2 separate regions of the Hordeum vulgare genome follow, and region 2 is linked to region 1. The links are chromatin contacts, called in public Hi-C maps. All regions are on one chromosome and are shown on one strand. Each heading gives the region's core, a stretch centred on a gene start, on an enhancer-like site or on the middle of the called end of the contact. The rest is flanking DNA. Distances are from core to core; before and after follow the strand shown.

Evidence for each region. Hi-C and Micro-C count contacts between places; a contact is called where the count stands out from the background.
Region 2: a contact with region 1 is called in a Hi-C map of leaf, with 3 times the contacts expected there. The contact joins the promoter of LOC123407827 here to the promoter of LOC123411206 in region 1. A contact is called at or near these places in 3 of 6 Hi-C or Micro-C datasets (all in leaf).

Annotation. Positions count from the first base shown.
Region 1 is chr7H:434,121,272-434,128,150 of MorexV3_pseudomolecules_assembly, reverse strand. LOC123411206 (far upstream element-binding protein 1-like) reads left to right here and starts at 1,811. Exons shown (of 7, transcript XM_045104150.1): 1 at 1,811-2,140; 2 at 2,305-2,537; 3 at 2,888-3,073; 4 at 3,182-3,277; 5 at 3,353-3,424; 6 at 3,513-3,629; 7 at 5,984-6,879. The coding sequence starts at 1,891.
Region 2 is chr7H:434,389,271-434,395,463 of MorexV3_pseudomolecules_assembly, reverse strand. LOC123407827 (glycosyltransferase BC10-like) reads right to left here and starts at 1,583. Exons shown (of 2, transcript XM_045101053.1): 1 at 593-1,583. The coding sequence starts at 1,168. LOC123407405 (phospholipase SGR2) reads right to left here. Exons shown (of 23, transcript XR_006612595.1): 15 at 5,890-5,992; 16 at 5,532-5,625; 17 at 5,366-5,428; 18 at 5,155-5,203; 19 at 4,971-5,071; 20 at 4,534-4,580; 21 at 4,197-4,442; 22 at 3,965-4,063; 23 at 2,963-3,705.

The DNA of each region.
Region 1 (6,879 bases), core at 562-3,061:
TTTTCCCCATGAAACTCGATACATGACATTTACTAAAATACCTTTTATCATCATGGGCACACAAGCGACATCTTGATAAGGTAGCAACATGTACATATATATTTCATGACAACAACCGGTCACTCAACTAATATGAAAAAAAGGAAAAACCTGGAAATTGCTTTTGGAGCTCAGTCTTTGTGGAGGCCTTTAAATTTGAAATCCAAAATCCATAAAAATTTCATATGTTTACATTTAAAAAAAATCAAAAAACAATATAGAGATAAGGGAGGACGTAACACACACGTGTGTAAATTTCCAGGAAAAAATACGTTGAAATGAAGCATGTACAAAAAAGAAAAATCTGAAGCTTTTTAACACATGGTATTATTCATTGTCGCAGGCCATGAATTTGTCTTTTTTATGTAGATCATATTTTAATGTATTTCATCTTAAAAATTCACACATATACACGTAACATCCTTCTTTACTTGCATTCATTTTAGATTTTTTTGAAACTAAATATTTGAAATTTGATTTTAATTTTTTTTCAAGCTCCACGATGCTCGGCCTTCAAAGTCCGTTCTCCAAAAAACCATGTTATCAAACACACCCAAATTCGTATCTTTGCGTATATGACGCTTTAGAACAATGCTGAACCATCATAATAAGAGCGAAAAACATATAAGTACAAAAGGAAAGACAAAAAATGCTTTGTTTTTTCAATTACAATCACGTACACCTCCGTCCTAAATATACGATATTTTAAAGATTTCATTATAAACTACTCCCTTTATTTTAAAATAAGTTTTTAAGCTAAGAAAAGATAAAAAAAATAGGTCTATATACATCTATATGTAGTGCATATTAAAATCTTTAGAAAATATTATATTTGGGAATGGAGGAAGTATTATTTACTGCACGCGAACTAACTCAAATACGCGTCTCTCCATGGCACACATAAGATCTTGAGCTTTAGAAGTAAAAATTATTTATAGTGTGCTTGTGGAATCCTTTACAATCACGTACTCCCTCTGTTCCTAAATATAAGTTTTTAGAGATTTTACCAGTGAACCTCGTATAAAGTAAAATGAATAAATTTACCGTCTAAAACATGTTTACATGCATTCATATGTAGTTTCTTAATGAATTCTCTAGAAATGCTTATATTTAAGAACGGATAAAGTATTATTCACTACATGTGAACTAAGGCCCTGTTTGGAACCATAATAGATCATGATAATCTGAATTATGAAGATAGATTATATAATCTGGTTTATAAAAATAATCTAGGTGGACATGTTTGAAGTCCAGATTATATAAATTGTAATTCAGGTCTTACATTGCATAATGACCTGTCTGCCCTCTGTTTTTTTAAAAGAGAAGGATGGTGGTGGTAGGAATGCAATTATCTCCAACTTTACAAGGGTAATGGGTCATTAGCAATCCATAATCTGATTTTAGCTGGTGTAGAATAGATTATGAGTTTTTAATAATCTATCCATCTAGTTTTTATAATCTACATCATAATCTGTTCTATTTGGAGACAGAATAGATTATAAAAACTGGATTATATAATCTGGGTGGTTTCAAACAGGGCCTAACTCAAATACGTGTCTTTCAGTGGCGCATGTAAGATCTCGAGCTTTAGAAGTAAAAATTCTCAAAAATACTTATATTTAAAAACGGAGGGAGTATTATTCACTACCTGTGAACTAACTCAAATACGTGTCTCTCCATGACGCACGTAAGATCTTGAGCTTTAGAAGTAAAAATAAAAATACGCCTCCGACCACGCTTTTATATAACCAAGACAGGCCGGGACACGGGCTCCTCTCTCGCATATCCCCACAGGCGCCTCCACACCCCCGTACGAAAACCGGAGGCGAAAACCCTCAAACCCTAATCCCCATGGCGGACTCAGACGCATCGGCGCCGCCGCCAGAGGCAGCGCCCGAGGTGAAGATTCCAGTCGTAGACCTCGTCGACGCCGTGGAGGAAGACGCCGCATCTGACCCTGCGGCAGCCGCCCCCACGCCACCAGAGTCTGCCGAGGCCGATGGCGACCACAAGAGGAAGCTCGATGAGGTCGACGCGGGCGCGGAGGCGAACGGCGCCGGGGAGGACGCCAAGCGGCCGCGCGTGGAAGGCAACGGCGCAGGTTAATCTCTCTCGCACCCCACCCCTCTCTATCCACGTGCGCGTTGTACCTAGGGTTCAGTGTCTCGTCTCGGCGATGACCCTCTCGTTTCGGAGATGGTCGGTTTCGTCTTAAGCTTGGAATCGTAATCCGTCTGATCCGTTCGTTATCTCTGTTGGGATCAGATGCCGTGCAAAACAGCGAGTCCTTCGAGAAGCCCGAGGAGCCCGTCTCTGTGGTTACCGAGGGTGCGGCAGATGCCCAGAATGCTGAGGTTGCTCCTGCCGGCGATCTGCAGACAAGTTCTGAGGTCAAGCCACAGGAGGCCGCAACTGAAGCACCGCCACAACAGCAAGAAGGTGATGCAACCGGTGCCCTGCAGGAGACTACCCGCCTAATTGATGTGCCCAATACCAAGGTATAACAGTGTCATAGATGAAATCTGTTTTTTGTTGTCGGGTTCTGCTTCATATCAAAATTTGGTAGCCAGTATTCTGTGGGAAACACAAGAGGAAACATAGAAAGCATCAAATACAGAATAACATCCGTGTCTACTACTCCCTCTGTACCTAAATATAAGTCTTTCTAAAGATTCCACTAGTGGACTACATACGGATGTATATAGACATATTTTAAAATATAGATTCATTCATTTTGCTTCGTATGTAGACCACTAGTCAAATCTCTTAAAAGACTTATATTTAGGAACGGATGGAGTATTGATTTACACACGTAATTTGCTTATGCTGATGGTGGAAATTCGTGCAGGTCGGTGTTCTAATAGGAAAAGCTGGTGAAACAATCAGAAACCTGCAAATGAGCTCAGGCGCAAAGATCCAAATCACAAAGGATGCAGATGTTTCTTCAGATGCCATGACTCGTCCAGTTGAATTGGTTGGAACTGTCGAGAGTATTGACAAGGCCGAGCAGCTTATTAAGAGTGTTATAGCTGAGGTATGCTAAATATATCAACTTTCTCATGGGTTTGAAGTAGTTCACGTTCGCTGAACTTATATCTGTAGAAGTTCATCTCTAAGGCTCCATCCAATGCATATATTCCAGGCTGAGGCTGGCGGTTCCCCTGCCTTGATAGCCAAAGGTTTTGGGTCTGGTCAGTCAGGTTCAGAGCAGTTTGAGATGCTAGTCCCTGATAATAAGGTTAGTTTTCAATGTTGGCGAAGAATCAAACTGTTTTGTTTGCCTAACTGTTTTCTGATCTTGTCTATTTCTTAGGTTGGTTTAATTATTGGAAAAGGAGGCGAGACAATTAAAAACCTGCAAACCCGATCGGGTGCTCGAATCCAGGTAGACAATTTACATGTTATATTGGCATTTTAAACAATTATAGCTTATGTTAACTGAGGCTTGAGGGCGGCGGTAAATGTTGATGTAGTTAATTCCTCAACATCCTCCCGCGGGTACTACACTGACCGAAAGGACTGTACGTGTTACTGGCAATAAGAAGCAGATAGAAGCTGCAAAAGAGTTGATTAAGCAAGCCATGAGTCAGGTGATGCGATCCTGCTTTGTTCTTTTTTTGTTCATTATTGCTGTGGTGAAACCTCTGATGCTTGAGGCTGTTGTGATCCTGCCAGGCCTTATATCAATCCTTGCAGTTATCAACTCAGTAATGCTTTATTCTGTCAATTGCCCATATGTACATTTGTGCTGTGATTAGCTGCATGGTGCTTATACCTCTGTGATAAACGTAGTGATATGGATTTAGTGTTGTCGCAAAAAATGAAGTTTGTGTGTTATGCTACCTGGTACGTAATCATAGCATGTATGATTGCCTGTGTATTTCATTTTTATCTTGTCTGATTGGTACACATTTTTTAGCTACATCACCATTTTGGTAGTTTAATTGTATGTTATTCATGGCGCTATGCTAATATTGCTAATAAATGTGATGCACTTAATCCTCATAACTTCTCAAACATTTTTGTCAATTATGTTCAACTTGCTTTGTCTATGACCAGGACTGGAGATGTTTTGCCTGAAAGCAGAGTCTTTTTAGTTGTTTTTTGGAGTAAAACCTTTTATCTTCTGATAATAGAAACTGAAAATTCTCCTACCTGATGCCATTTTTATAACTTGCGTTGATGCTCCCATTTTAACATATACAACAGTTGTGGCTGTTCCATTCCAGCTCTGTATGTTGTAAATTTGAACATTGTTCATGTGTATATGAGCATCCTTTGGCGCAAGTGCATTCTTGATTAAATAGCAATTCGAAAATAGTCACTTCATCGTGCTTGGGGTGTTGTATTTTTGCCCCTTGCCCATTTATGGAATCTGAAGTATTGAGTATAGACTAATCTATGTCTTCTACAATGGGCCTGTATGACATTCTTGGTATATAGAAGTTCCTAACTGGACTGGAAGGTAAGTTCTCCGTTTGCCCTATTTTCCTTGATTGATCAATCAGTCAGTGACATGCAATCGGCTTGGTTGGGTTGTAATAGTTAGTTTTGCCCACATAACTTTGTTGTGGGGTATTTGTTACTGTTAGAGTTAATATTCTCCACCAAACTTCGCCCTGAAATATTAGTATGTCACCTTTTGTTTTGCATGTCACTATAAAATGCGAGTGTTGACAGCAACCTGCGCATCTTGTTATTGTGCTTTCATGTAGCATCAGTACGAACATAATGTGCAGTACGAACTAGGAATAGGAATAAATGGTTTGACTTCCAGTTAATAATGAACAGTTTGTATTTTGGACTTAGGAAAGTTGGATACAGTTACAGAAGCAATAATAGAAGAGCTCATGGTTCTAGTTTAACTAGCTTGCCCTCAATGTTTTTACCTGATCCTTGGCTCTGGCTTTACACATGGTTTGCTCAATTAGCCTCTTGATAACTCGATAAAATCTGATACTGTTTCCTATATCGGAAGTCGTAGCTGACACATCAGGTTCTGTCCCTTCCAGTTTCTGTGAATTATCTTTTGTTGAAGGTGCCAATTGCAGTTGGCTGGGTATACCAATGCAGATTCAGCTAGGCCTTCCTGATGGGGTCATCTCCTTCATCCGTTGCATCACAGCAGAGGGATATTGATTGTTGTCCCTTGCCCTTGTATGGTTTTTGTAGTTGGGGTAACTGGTAAGGCTGCTTATGGCTGAAACGGAAAGAAAAACAATCCTGCATTGGAAGGCTGCACCAATTGTATCATTGCCATGACAAGGATACTGCATCACCATGTCTAGGTTTGCTGAACTAAATTGTTTGCAACTCTATGTTGTCTGCAGAACCACATCTCTATAGCTGAAAAGCTGCGAACAATGTCACATCATTTATCTTAGTTTTATGATGTGTTGCCCCTCACAACTGCAGCCCCTCTCTGTCCCTTTATGAAGTTAGGGCATTAACCTTGTTATCATGTTGTGCTTTGCATGCGATCTTGCCATGTTTTTTATTTCTGAACTGTACGAAGATGTGGAAATATGTTGAATTGTACACATTGTTTCTTTCAATCTGTGAAGCTCCTGTTCCTTTAATTCTACTGAACGAATTTGATGGTCTTGTTGGTATTTGTATTCTAATAATAGTGTCTCATCTCATTGACATTATGTGTTTATTCATGGACTATGGTTGATCCTATTGTGCTTTGTGTTGTACTTTTCCCTTTAGCTGTCCACATAAGGGTATGAAATGTTCAAAGATGTATACTTGTATTTTCTCTCATGGAAGACTACTTTATTTGAATGCTGTAGCTATGAGAAGTTCTTTACTAGCACTTACTTGCAGGTTTATTGCTGTACAATGTTGTTACATCTTATATCTAGGCTTTGAACTGCCTTATTTGTCTTTGTCTTTGCCATTTACTTTTCTTGTTTGGTTTCTAACATACTTTTTTATACAGACATTTCCAAGAAACACAACTCAGTCTGGTGGCTATGGTCCGCAACATCACCACCCTCAGGGTCATGGCCCAGCTTCTCAGTGGGGGCCTCGTTCTCAACCACAGCAGTATGGATATCCACCAAGAGGGCCTCCTCAGAACGCGCCATACTCCCAACCTCCTTATGGTGGTTACCCACAGCAGCCACCACCAAGAGGTGGCATGGGCTGGGACCAGAGGCAAGGCCCTCCGCCTCACCAGGGTGGTGGTTATGACTACTACAAACAGGGATCTCAACCATACGAAAGCCAGCCACCAAACTACCCCCCTGGGCCAGGGAACTACAACAGCTATGGCCCATCACAAGCTCCAAGCTATGGACAGCCTCAGTATCCGCAGTCTGCACCTCCACAGAACTATGGTCCTGGATATGGTGATCCTAGGTACAGTGCTCCAGCGCCAGCCCAGCAGTACTATGGGCAGCCACCAGCCGGTCCGCAGCAAGGCTACCCTCAACAGCCAGATCCTTATGCTAGGCCTCCATATGGTGGACCTGGACAATGGCCACCCAGAGGCAGTGCTCCTGCAGATGGTGCTTACCAGGCACCACCCCCTACATCTTATGCTCCGCCAGCCCAGCAACCTCCTGCTTATGGTCAAACATACCCAACTGGACCTGATGGGTATGCTCAGCAGGGCTACCCGCAGCAGAGTGGGCAAGGGCCAGCAGCATATGGTCAGAGTGCTCCGGCAGGACAAGGGTACAGTCAGCAAGGCGGCTATGTGCAGTATCCTGCATCGCAGCCAGCATATGGTGATCAGTCAGCTCAAAACAATGCAAACTATGGTTATCAGGGAGCCCCGGCTGATCCCAACTATGGGAATGCCTACCCACAGTCAGGATATGCTGCTGCACC
Region 2 (6,193 bases), core at 334-2,833, 270 kb before region 1:
TGCACACATCGCATCGAAATTTGAGGTTGACACTTTAGCCCAACATACATAAACATAAAAGAAGAAGAGAAAAGCAGATTGCACCAATAAATAAACTCCCAACCATAAGACATCCTTGACTAATTATTTAAGCAGAATACTGTAGATTAAGCATCTCTAGAGGCTAGAGGTGGACAGATTCAAGCAGAATACTGTAGATTAAGCATCTCTAGATCACAATATTAGCAACATTCGTGAGCACCACTAGTTGGAGAATCCATCGAGTAGTTTACCCACCATCCTGGCATGGGGTCAAGCAAGCATATTCCCCTAGAGGCTAGAGCAAATACATACTACACATATCCCAATCATGAATCAAGTTGAGCACATGGCAACCACCAACTAGCACGACAACGGTTGTCCGACTCACTCCACCAAGGCACCAGCTAACGAATCAATCAGCCACAAATTTCACGGTTCGTTCAACTAACTAATAACAATCTGATTGTGCTACGACTGGATAACTGAAATTTTCACTACTGTAAGTTAAGTTAAGGTAAATTATGTTTATGACGGAAAGAAGAGAGTGTGAGAAGGAGGTTGATTATAGTACCTCGCTGGGGATCTGGCGGCCGTAGAATGGGGACGTCTTGGAGACGTTGAGCTTGTAGTCCGGTATGGTGTGGAGGTAGACGGAGAAGAGGCCCTGGTGTCCCCGGAAGAAGCGCTCCCAGAGGGGCGCGAAGGGGAGCGGGCCGCGGGTCATGAAGAGGAAGGCGACCTTGGGGACGCGCTGGAAGGGGAACTCGTCGGCGGTTGGCACGAGGGTGGCGCGCCAGAAGAGCTCCTCGTCGGTCATGGAGTGCGCGAGTTGGGGCGGGTGGACGAAGGCCTTGAATCCGGGGCCGCAGTCGCCCGTGGCGCCGCGCCGGTCGCAGGAGCTGTAGGTGGCGGTGGGGAAGAAGAGCTCGGTGTGGGAGTTGTAGTAGTAGCGGGAGACGTTGGCGCTGACGGAGAGGCCGATGACGACGCCGGCCATGAAGATGACCATGGCGGTGACGAGCTTGAGCAGGCCCGTGGACCAGTCCTTGCGCGGCGTGTTGGGGAAGTAGTCGCCGTCCTCGTCGCCGCCGCCGCCGCCCCCGCCCCCGCCCCGGGACTTGAGCATCGGCTTCGTGTCCCCCCACATCGCGAGGGCCGGCGGAGGAGGAGGATGATCGAATCCGGACGGTTCCGCCGGCGGCGAGATCGAGCAAGATGGCCTGGGGGAGCGGGCAAGATGGGGCCTTTTCGGCGCCGGAATCCGCAGGGAGGCCCCGATCTGGCGGCACGCAGTTCACGGGAAATCGCAGCCGGGCCGGGTGGATCCGCGCGGAAAGGGCCTGGGAAGATGGACGACACGCGGCGAGGGCCCTTTATGGCGGCGAGCGACGCGAGGGGAGGGGAGGGGAGGGGAGGGGAGGAAACGCGGCAAGGGGAAGGCGGGGGGTGGCACTCTTTCTTTCTGTGTTTCTTAGTGGGTAAGGAGGGGGAGGGGGAGGAGGAGGAGGGAATACGCGTGGCGGAGGAGGAAGAGGTCGCTGTCGATTCCGATCCAGCTCCGACTCGAGTCGGGGACGGAGCTGGAGGCCTCGTATTTATGGGAGCTGCCTTGCCTTCCTCGTCCTCCTCCTCCTCCTCCTCTTCTTCTCCGAGTGGTCGTCGCGGAGAAGAGGCCGACGCCGAGGCCGCGGGGGAGGAGTAATTGTAATTGTAATCGATGATCTTACTATTTCTTCGTCGTCTACAAATAAATGACTGAAATCGAGTAGTAGTAATTGTAATTGATTTGGGTGGGAAGAAACGGTCTGGAAGACGCGCGGGCCCACGGTGGCGGAAGCGGCGCCGGGCGGCGACTCGTACGTAAATCCCCCGGCGACGCGCCGGTTCACGCGTCGTCGCGGCCCCACCCGTCAGCGGCGCGCGCGCGGTGACTGGTGAAAGTTGCTCTTTCTTTTGGCGGCCTGGAACGGACGGTCGGCCAGCGACGTGGACGGGGAGACGTGGGAGGGCACTGCCGCGTGGGGGCGCGGGACGCGGGTGGGCCGCACGTCAGTCGCGGAGCAAGAGGCACGTGATGGTGATGGTGATGGTGAAGAGCGGGAGCGGCTGCCTGCCGGTTGGTTTTTGTGCCGTTGGGTGGTGCGGTTCGAGCCGACCCGCCTGGCTCCGGCCAGCGCCGCTCCAGTGCAGTTCGTGAGGCGGGACGGTCGTTGCGTATCGGATGCTACCTAGCTTAATCCATTCCGCCTCCCAAAGAATGCATACTCTACTTGGGGACAGCCACATCGCTGTTGGATCCTGCATGGATCCGACGTATCGGTGGGTGCAAGGCATCCTCATAATCATCATCATCATCAGCAGCAGCAGTTGGCCGTTTGGCTTCATCGGGAATAAGATGACCCTGTACGCCATTGCATATCCTTCACAGGCTAGCTTTAGCATTAAAATGGGGGAACCATACATGGCATCCAATCATTCCACTAAACCCTCACACCCTCGCATCATTATGCTTATGCATGGTGCGACGAGGCCAACTCATCTCTGTAGTCGACCAAGCACGCCGCATGCATTAATTGGTAACTTGTTACGACCAACCAAGCACAAGCTCGGGGCCTCCATGGAGAAAAAACTCAGGCCGGACCAGTGTCTCTTGCGGACAAGCAAGCGGGCAAAGCATGTTTCGAAGTAAGTAGGGATCAGTTGGAGCGAGTCAGCCGCATGCACGTGCAGTGCATCTTCTGCATAGCAGGCTGGTTTGTAGGCGCAAGGGGAGTGACCACGTCAAAACGGTCAGACCCGACCATGCAAATCGCGTTTGCGGTCAAATTATGCGACTGACCAAAACTGCAAGCACGATAGGGACGGGACACGGCTGTCAACGTGGCACAGATTATTTACAGGCAGCCGACTGACCGTCGCTATAACACTTCCGACAATCCAGTTTAGTTCCATATCAACCAGCGTTTATTATGATATCATCAAGTCCAGCTGTTTCTTGACCGAGTTTTCCATGACACGCGAGAGAGAGAGAGAGAGAGAGGGGCTATCATTTAACTGGTGCCAGGGGACAAAAATCAAGCGTACATTGGGTTGGGTATTTCCTTAGACTGCCACATGGCGTTGATGACTCCTCTTTTTGTCCTTTGATGTTTGTTTTACAACCGGAATGGAGAATTTGACATTGGGCAAAAGCTCTGCTACTCTCTACACATGAGGTGAGAATGCACATCTTGCTCTTGTGCCGGTGGAATCGCCATTGGACGTGCTGCACTGCAGGCACGTAACTGAGTCACATCTGTTTTTCCACCTGCTCTTCAACTGCTTAAAACTAATCAGCTCTTTTTTACACACACACACACACACCCTTTTATCTGTACATGTACAAAATTACTGCCTGAGATACAGGCAAACAAGTTATACACATCATGTGCCGGCCCATAATTCTATGTGCAACATCCATTCACCCGCAAATGTGTTCTGACTCTGATCTGTGGTGCCAACAAAGTGACAAGGATGCATACCAGCAATGTATCCCCACTTTGTCCGTAACGGTGCAATGCGTCCCTTTATGCAGGTGCTTTTTATGTACATCACGCTTCTGCTCAGGGTTTTTTCTTTTCGCGGAACACTTTTGCTAGGTGAAAATCGCAAAGACGATGTCACGTTGCAACATACAGTGGTTACCTGAACAGAAAATAAAACATTAGTCTTCGTTGAAAGCAAGCCGGTGATCATATGGACTAACATACTGGACGCAAACAATCAACTACTCCCTCCGTCCCTAATTAACTGTCGCAACGATCAGTGTTAATGGCGAATGGCGAATGGACATGTGAATGCATCAAGTCAATTAAATGGGGCAGGAGGGAGTAGGAGTTATAGTTAAAAAGCTAGCAGTCAATAGAAGATTTAGAGGGGTAAATACAGCAAAATGAAACCCTACGCATGGGTTCTCTCGGGGTTCGACAACATATGCGCCCGTTATGTACGTACTGACTTACTGAAACTTCTCACCCAACAGTCCAACCTACTCCCTCTGTACCTAAATATTTGTAGTTGGAAAGAATTAGTCTAGTTTTTTTTCAACTACAAGTATTTAGGTACTAGGTACAGAAGGAGTACATATGTAGAATGCTAGAAGATAGATGAAAAAATAGGCTAACATCTCAACATACCATCAAGAAGCTTCGCAGTTTGCATCATCATCCCCTTTTCTCGAATAAGTTTTGACCTTTCTGGAGAATTCCTTGACTGAGGAGTTGTCTGAAAATGTCAGGGGCGTGTCTTCAGCAATTGGATCCCTCACATAGAACAGTCTAATGGGTGCACTTCCAGTTCCATCAGTTGGAGGCTCTTCAGGTATATCACGGTACAAATGTTTGATAATGAAGAGAGCGGTATCATGATCTCGCCAGTAGTTGCTACAGAAATCAATCCAGAGGCTTGTTAAAAAAGTGAAATAGACATGAGGAAACACAAATGGAAACCAACATAACCGATGAATGAGCTCACGTATGAGATCCCAGAGCGGACAAATATGGATGTTGAAATGTTTTCTCCTGCAGTTACATTATTAAGACTGTAAGCTCTGAAATATTTGACTCACTGCAAATGCAATCAGAAAAGGCGAACTAGTTCAGTCAAAATGGAAAAGCCGAGGGGAAAGTGGGTCAAGTTGACAGGAGGGGACTGGGGACCCAGCGACATATTTATTAGCTTGCCAGTGGGTGCATGTTGTCCACCACCCGAATGTCCTGAGCTGCCTTTTGAAAATCTTAGATGAGAATTAAGAACACATGCGGGTGTGCGCCGAGCTACAACATGGCTTATGCGAAAGCAATTGCACAATACCATTCACGTGCACAGTGGAGCACGTTAATTTTAATGACTAAAGTAAGCAACACTACACACCAATACAAAGAGTAGAAGAACTGCAAGAGCTTAATAACCTGAAGCACATGATCAACTCGACCATCCGGTGAACCAGTCAGCCTTTCCATCATCATGGAACCATATGATCTCTCCTCCTCCTTCGTGCTCTCATCGTCCTCTAAATAACAACAATTGATCAGAACACTGCTTGTTTCTCGCTCAGAATGTGTAGAAGCTAACAAAAACTGATGTACCAATTACCTTCCGTGTCATTTTTGCTCAGTGATAACAAGGCAGCTACCGCTTTGACCTAAACAGAGCAAATAAACCAACTCATCAGGTAAGAGCCGCGCGCTTCTCTATCATTCACATGTATCGAAGGTTAATATATCAAACCCCACCCAGATTCACATAACTGTTTTAAAACTCTATGCACTAAATCCATATAAGCATATCGGAATAAAGAGCAGACCTTCAATGACTTGAATTGACGGGCAATAGCCTGAGAACGTGCAGCAACACCTTCTGTGAACTCCTGTAACATATCAAACCAAATTAGGTATATAAGAGACAAATCGGCCTCAAGTCAGAAACAGACATGCTCCTTTGTGAGTTCGGTTAAATGACATAAAACCCACCTGCACTCCAACATGTATCCTCTTTCCGCCTCTATGGTAGGGTATAACAACGGGGCGCTTGTTCACATAATCTTCACATACAAGTGGTTCAACTCTGCAACAAAAACCGACCTAGACTTATGTGCCATGTTCCCCACTTTGCAACAGATAAGTGCATTATATTCCAGTAAAATAAAGGAACATATCTAAAAAGCGACAAACCTTAGTCCGTTCTGGGACATTCAACAAAAGTGGTGAAGCTTATGTAACATGTTAATTCATACCAGATTGGCGTTATTTAGATCCATTATGATATTGCATCTTTGGACAGCTCTCTAAACACAAGGTTAAAACGATAATATGCAAGGAAGCTACAAACCTGTATGCTACAGGATCGAAAGGATGGAAAACATTGAACATCTGCCTGCAGCATGGCATTTCTTCAACAACGTTCTTGTCTTGCCAATAATCTTGTCCCCTGCCTTTAACAAAGAAGCTACGAGTTTCAGAAATAAGATAGCAGATCATCAACTGCCAGTTGCCAGGGGCAATGACAAATCATAAGGTGGGTTAAGGTTCCCCATAGACCTCTCCAAAATGAGTCATCAAGACACTAGTGATACACCAGGAACATAGATGCATAGAGGAAGACACCATCCATGTTAATAGAGCAGAGGGACACA